Regions from separate parts of the Mus musculus genome. Here region 1 is linked to region 2. A link is a contact called in public HiChIP or PLAC-seq data. All regions are on one chromosome and are shown on one strand. The core of a region is the stretch at or near the end of the contact, and the rest is flanking DNA. Distances in the headings are between cores, read along the strand shown.

Region 1 (2,959 bases), core at 45-2,544, 170 kb before region 2:
TCACGGATACACCAGCAGTCCAGTTTGGTAGAGTTGGGTTAACAAACACGAATTAGCAGTGGCAACAGCACTACCTAGCAAAACAGCCAGACCTCAGTCTCTGCCCAAGTCATCAGGAGGGACCAGAGCCAACAGGAATGCCAGGAAAAGTTCTGGCTGAGCGTCTCAGAGAAGTGAAGATCAGAGAAGACATGAGACCAGCAGACATTGTCCAGCTAGCTCTACAGGCCAGCCAAGCTCAGCCTCCATTATAGTCTGTTGGAATCTCTTGATGCTCCCTCCAAACATCACGGGGTCTCCACGGGTCCTCCCTATGTCTTGCCTCAGTACGTGAGTCTGTCTTAGCTGACATCACTCTGCCAATCAGCCTGAGTCCATGGAAGCAACAAGAAACCGCAGCACACCACCAGAAGTTTTTTTTTTTTTTTTTTTTTTTTTTTTTTTTTTTTTTTTTTTTTTTTTTTTTGCTGCATTTCTCTCTATGGAGTCCCGACAAATACAGCTCAATTTTGCAATGTAAGGTGAACCAATACATGTGTGCCGTTAGCAAAGAATCCTTCATCATGTGTCCTCTTACGTGCTTGCTTTAGCAGAACATCCTTTCCTCTGTGTCTGCTTCAGCGAAACATTCCTTCATGTGTTTGCCCCAGCAAAACAAAAAACAACAACAAAAAACCCAAAAAACAACAGCAACAACAACAACAAAAAAAAACACCATCCAACACGACAGAGTTTTCAAAGAACCCTTAAGTTTCCATTTCAGGCTCCAGCCCCAGCTCCTGCCCTGATACCCACATGCCTGCCCAAGGCTCCTGGAGGTGGAAGCTCCTGCTTGCAGCAGCCACGATTTCACTTTGCAGATTAAGTAAGAAGAGTCATTGTGGCCAGGGTTGGATTGGACGCCCCTGGTGCACCTGACAGAAAGATGAAAGAACCCTAGCAATCTTCCCCAACCACCTTTTCCTCCTAAATGGAGAGGGGAGGGGGAAAGAAAGGGACTGTTTTCTCAAAAATGTCTGAGTAAAGCAGATGTTGCTGTGAAGTGGATGTTGCTGCTGCACCTTCCCCACACACGCCATCCTGCACTTCCTGTAAGTCAGAGTGATGAAGAGAACTACAGGGGGCCGACTGACTTTCAAAGCCTAGCGTCACCTCTAAGGCCCTGTGCCTACAGAAAACCTTCAGATTCGTCTTTGCTTAAGGGCAGGAGACTCAAATCCAGCAAAGAAGAGAAGCCAGAGCCCTGTTTGCTTCAAAAACACAAGGGTTCATGTTACCCTGGATCCAGGCTTGGCTCAGCGCGCCATCTAGTGGCAATACTGGAGAGCTGCAGGTTGGATCAGGTAGTGGGTCAGAGCCACCTCCCATCAGAGCACACTTTCATCAGACCTTCATCTCTGTGGGGCCCTCCTCTATCAGACCTTTCCTCCATCACATCTTCCCCCATTAGACCTTCTACCTCCCACAGACCTCTTTTAACAGCCTCTCCACCTCCAACAGGTTTCCTTCTCCAACAGCCCTTCCTCCACCACACCCTCTAGCACAAACAGACCCTCCTCCATCAGACCCGGACCTCAATCCGATTTCTGTTGTGTCTCATTTCACACCCAGACAGATTCTGTGTCAGGAAGATCAGGGCCAAGGTAAGGCCTTCCAGGGGCCCAGGCAGAACCACAGCAGGAAAAGGATGACCACTCTGTGGAACATCTGGACTTCCCAGGTATATTCTGAAACCCACGAGGTCCCCCGTCCCCACCCTGTTCCTCAGGAGGTAGAGGTAGACTTTACAATGGATCAGTTGTTCCATTTGACAGTGGATGGGTTTGGTTCTAATTCTGGTTCCTTGACATACTTTATAAAACTTGCCTAACTGATAAGTTCAGATCCTGAGCTATAAAGTGAGAGTCACCCCCCAGAGGCCATGGTGAGCGCTCTGTGAGGAAATGTCTGCCATCCTCCTCCACCAACAGGAGACATGACTATCTATGGACTGGAGTCTCCAGAACCCTGAAGTTTGTCCTCACAGCTGGCACAGCCTGTCATTGAGACTGTGTGACTGAGGCGAAGTGTGAGAGAGCTGCCTGGTCTTGGGCTCAGTACCTGGGTTTTCTGAGATTTTATTTTTCTCAATAATAGTCAGTGGAAGATGCCAGGCTGATGTCAGAAGAGATAGATGACACAGAGGTGGGGTTGGGGGGTGGGGAGCCCCACCTCAGCATCTCCCTGGAGTGTCTGGCAAAGAATCAGTGCCCAGGGATGGCCTGCTACATGAACTGAACCACACGGGAGGAAGCAACATGGCAAACCACTTCAGTGCCAGGAAAAATTTATTGCTCAAAGGTGGCTAGCCACACAGACTCCCGGTTGTCATTCTTACCCGCAAGAATATGCAAAAAATCGAAAGACTCGTTTCCCCCAGATGATCTGTATAAGTGACAGTCACATTCAACATAAGCAAGCACATTAATTAAATGCTACAACCCTGTTATGCTTTTATATTCCCTAGGGAGAACACTATTGTCTCAGGTGATAACTATGTAACCAATGGCCATCTTTCAAATCAACAAAGTAGAGGACCTGTTAGCATGGTACGCACCTCCCCCACCTCTTCCCTGATTCCTTGTGATAGAGTGGGGGGAAAAAATCACACCTTCTCTCCATGGAATTACATGAAAAATGTCCATGGATGTGCTGGGAAACATGCAAGAGGTGTTACATACACATCATATGACTGCGACTCGTTAGAAAGCGTTCCGGTTTCACCTAGGTTGTCCTGAGTCACTGCCAGGCAACTATGAGACTCATGCTGATAAGGAGAGCTGAGTTAGTGTTTGTTCATGGAAAACCACCCTCGGAGAGTTTATCGGAGGGATCCATTCGTGAACGAGCATCATGGGAAATGTCTGTGAGGATGTCATTGTCAGAGAACAGGAGTCACAGAGCAGCTTGGATGTCAAAG
Region 2 (2,700 bases), core at 5-2,504:
CTAGAACATTCCTTTTGGAGAGAGGCCAAATGGCAAGCAACACTTCTACCTTCAAAAGCAGAGGCAAAACCAAAGAAGGAAACAGGACACAAATCCTGCAACATAGGTCACAGATAAAAGATGGGAATCGTGTGTGTGTGTGTGTGTGTGTGTGTGTGTGTGTATACACACACACACACACACACACATATATATATGTATACTTAAAAGGGGACTCAAATTGCTATTGGAGAAGAGTGGACAAGTCTATGTCGATAACACTTAGGTATAGAAAAACTCAAAGTAAGAAAGACTATCTTCACGGGTTTCATTTCTGTTGCTATGATAAAACAAACACCCTGGCCAGAAGCCACTTAAGGGAGGAAAGGGCTTGCAATCCCAGAACGTAGTCCATCACTGGCTGGAACATGGTGGTACATGGCTGTAATCCCAACCCTCAGGAGATGGAGGTAAAAGGACCCCGTAATTTGTAAGCCTACAGAGCAAGTTCAGGCTCAGCCAGAAATGAATGAAGCCCTGCCTAAAAAAATCGTTTTCCCAATACTGGGGATTGAACCCAGAAATTTGTGCATGCTAGGAAGGTATTTATCAGATACCTATCCAGCCTCTCCAGCCGCACAGCAACATCTTTTATTACATAGTTAATAATTGCACAGAGTTCTGTCTGCTGCTTTTCTTCCTACCCAGGGGAAACCATCACATTCTATGCATCAGTCCCGCTGGTCAGACTCATTAGAGTCTGGGAGGACTTAGCATTGCTGATTCAGCCAACAAAGTCTCCTGGGCACCAAGGTACAGCAGTGAGATCGGATACAGGTTCTGGATGCAATGGAGTTTACATTTTAACTGGTGGCTGATCAATAAAAGCAAGTAAATAATAAAAGCAGAGTGTGTCTGTGGCAGATACAAGAAAAGTTACGTCACGGGGTTAGGGTTTGAGGTGAGGCTTGAAACAGATCAACATCTGTACTTAGGGTGAGTGACCCCTAAGCAAGGGCTGGAAGAGGTAAGAAAGAAACCACAGTGGTATTTCAGGGTCAGGGCATGTTCCAGGAAGTGCAATCGCGGAGTCCTGTGGTCTAAGTAATAGGAAGATATGGAGAGCTAGCTGGAGGGAGGGATGTGAGAGGGGAGGATGGAGGCAGGACTGGAGGTCTGGATTATATGTATGTAGGATACCTTTGACCTTGACTCGAGGTAATGCAAGGACCTCGGGAGGCTTCTGATCAGAGGAACTATGGAGTCTAACCCACATTTTAACAGCCTTAACTCAAGCGAAACCACTTCCTCCTGCCCTCCCCAAACTGTTTGTTCTCAAGATGATCCCCAGTGCATTTTTAAAAAATTATTGTTTCACCCCCTAATTGTGCATTTCAGCTCACTGAATGGAGCCTCTCAAAGCAGTGGCCCGGAGGCGACAGCGAAGAGCTACCGTGTGTTCCGTCCCAGGGTCTGTAAGGAGCACGAACCACTTGAGGCTTGGGATGGCCTCTCTCCAAGTGAAAAGTGCTGTGGGCCGGATTAGAGGACACAGAGGAGAGGAACCCAGTGTAATCACAAAGTCTCGTGTCACACGCAGGACATGCTTTGTCTGGGTCAGAAGACCAAATACGCTTGTCCATAAGAACAGACCAGAGTACTAGAACTGGGCAGTACCCACCCATGCTTGATGATAGAGTTATTAAAATTATAGCCATGGCTGAAGGGCTGGGAGAGAGACAGACATGCCCCTCCTCCTAGCTAGGTATGGACGGCAAAGGTGACACCTTGCAGTGGAGCGACTCAGCTGTGGCTAACTGAGTTGGCAGTTGGAAAGGGGTGATCCTTTTTAGCGGAGGGTTCTCCAAAGATAAACTTCATCTGGAAGGTGGCTACATGGAGAGCTAAGGATTGGTGGGTGTTTCTGTGCCTTTGTGGGATCGGGGACCTCACATGGTGCTGAGGGGTACATGACCATGAGGGACTCATGGCTATAAGGTTGTAGGCAAGCAAGCACGGGAAGAGATGATCCATTGTAAGAGACAGGACTCTGACCATATGTGCTCTGCCCTTGCAGACCTTGCTTATGCTATAGATCACACATTATAATAGATATCTAGATGTTCTTAATTATGTGTGCACATGGGTGGGTGTGTACACATGAGTGCACCTGCCCAAGGAGGCCAGAAGAGGGCGTCAGATCCCCTGCAGCTGGAGTTAAAGGTGGTTGTGAGCCACAGGCATGGGTGCTGCGAACTGAACCTGGGTCCTCTACAAGAGCAGCACGTGCTCTTAACCACTGAGTCATCTCTCTGCTCCCAAGGGTCGTAATTTTAATGGATACTTGGAGAAAGAGATGAGGAGCCAGAATATGACCATCAATGGAGAACATCAATTAATGTAAAAACATAACTGGTTTTATGACAGGACAGAGAAGTAATCAAGGCATAAATTACAGCCTTTGTGTTGTCATAAATGCCAGGCCCTGGGGATTTAGTGAGTGGAGGGCCGGCCGAGTTGTCACGGAGTTGTAATTGGGAGACAGGAAGGAACACTCTTTTTCACAGGAAAATAAAAAGAAAGGAAAGGAGAGAGATTAGGGGAGAAAATGAAATGCATAGTCTTTGCCAGGCTTGAGTTACAAATGACACCTTCAAATTAAAAAAAAAAAAAAAGGAAAGAAAGAAAGAGAGAGAGAGAGAGAGAGAGAGAGAGAGAAAG

Evidence for each region. HiChIP or PLAC-seq counts read pairs in DNA pulled down with a chosen protein or histone mark.
Region 1: a contact with region 2 is called in an H3K27ac HiChIP or PLAC-seq map of T-cell acute lymphoblastic leukemia, with 10 times the contacts expected there. The contact joins two enhancer-like sites. A contact is called at or near these places in 2 of 115 datasets of contacts at active chromatin or transcription factors (T-cell acute lymphoblastic leukemia and embryonic stem cells) and 3 of 9 other capture datasets (adipose tissue, liver and pancreatic islet).

The regions. Positions count from the first base shown.
Region 1 is chr17:31,010,061-31,013,019 of GRCm38.p6, reverse strand. Umodl1 (uromodulin-like 1) reads right to left here. Exons shown (of 22, transcript NM_177465.4): 22 at 2,310-2,959. Among named protein-coding and RNA genes, the nearest start is that of Abcg1, 46 kb to the left of the region's middle. Within about 2 kb of position 1,294, at least 34 of the 459 cell types and tissues checked have an H3K27ac peak or open chromatin away from gene starts, as enhancers often do. A contact at or near this core is called in T-cell acute lymphoblastic leukemia, where this site is marked.
Region 2 is chr17:30,840,830-30,843,529 of GRCm38.p6, reverse strand. All of the region lies in intron 88 of Dnah8 (dynein, axonemal, heavy chain 8), which reads right to left. Among named protein-coding and RNA genes, the nearest start is that of Gm41561, 16 kb to the left of the region's middle. Within about 2 kb of position 1,254, at least 31 of the 459 cell types and tissues checked have an H3K27ac peak or open chromatin away from gene starts, as enhancers often do. A contact at or near this core is called in T-cell acute lymphoblastic leukemia, where this site is marked.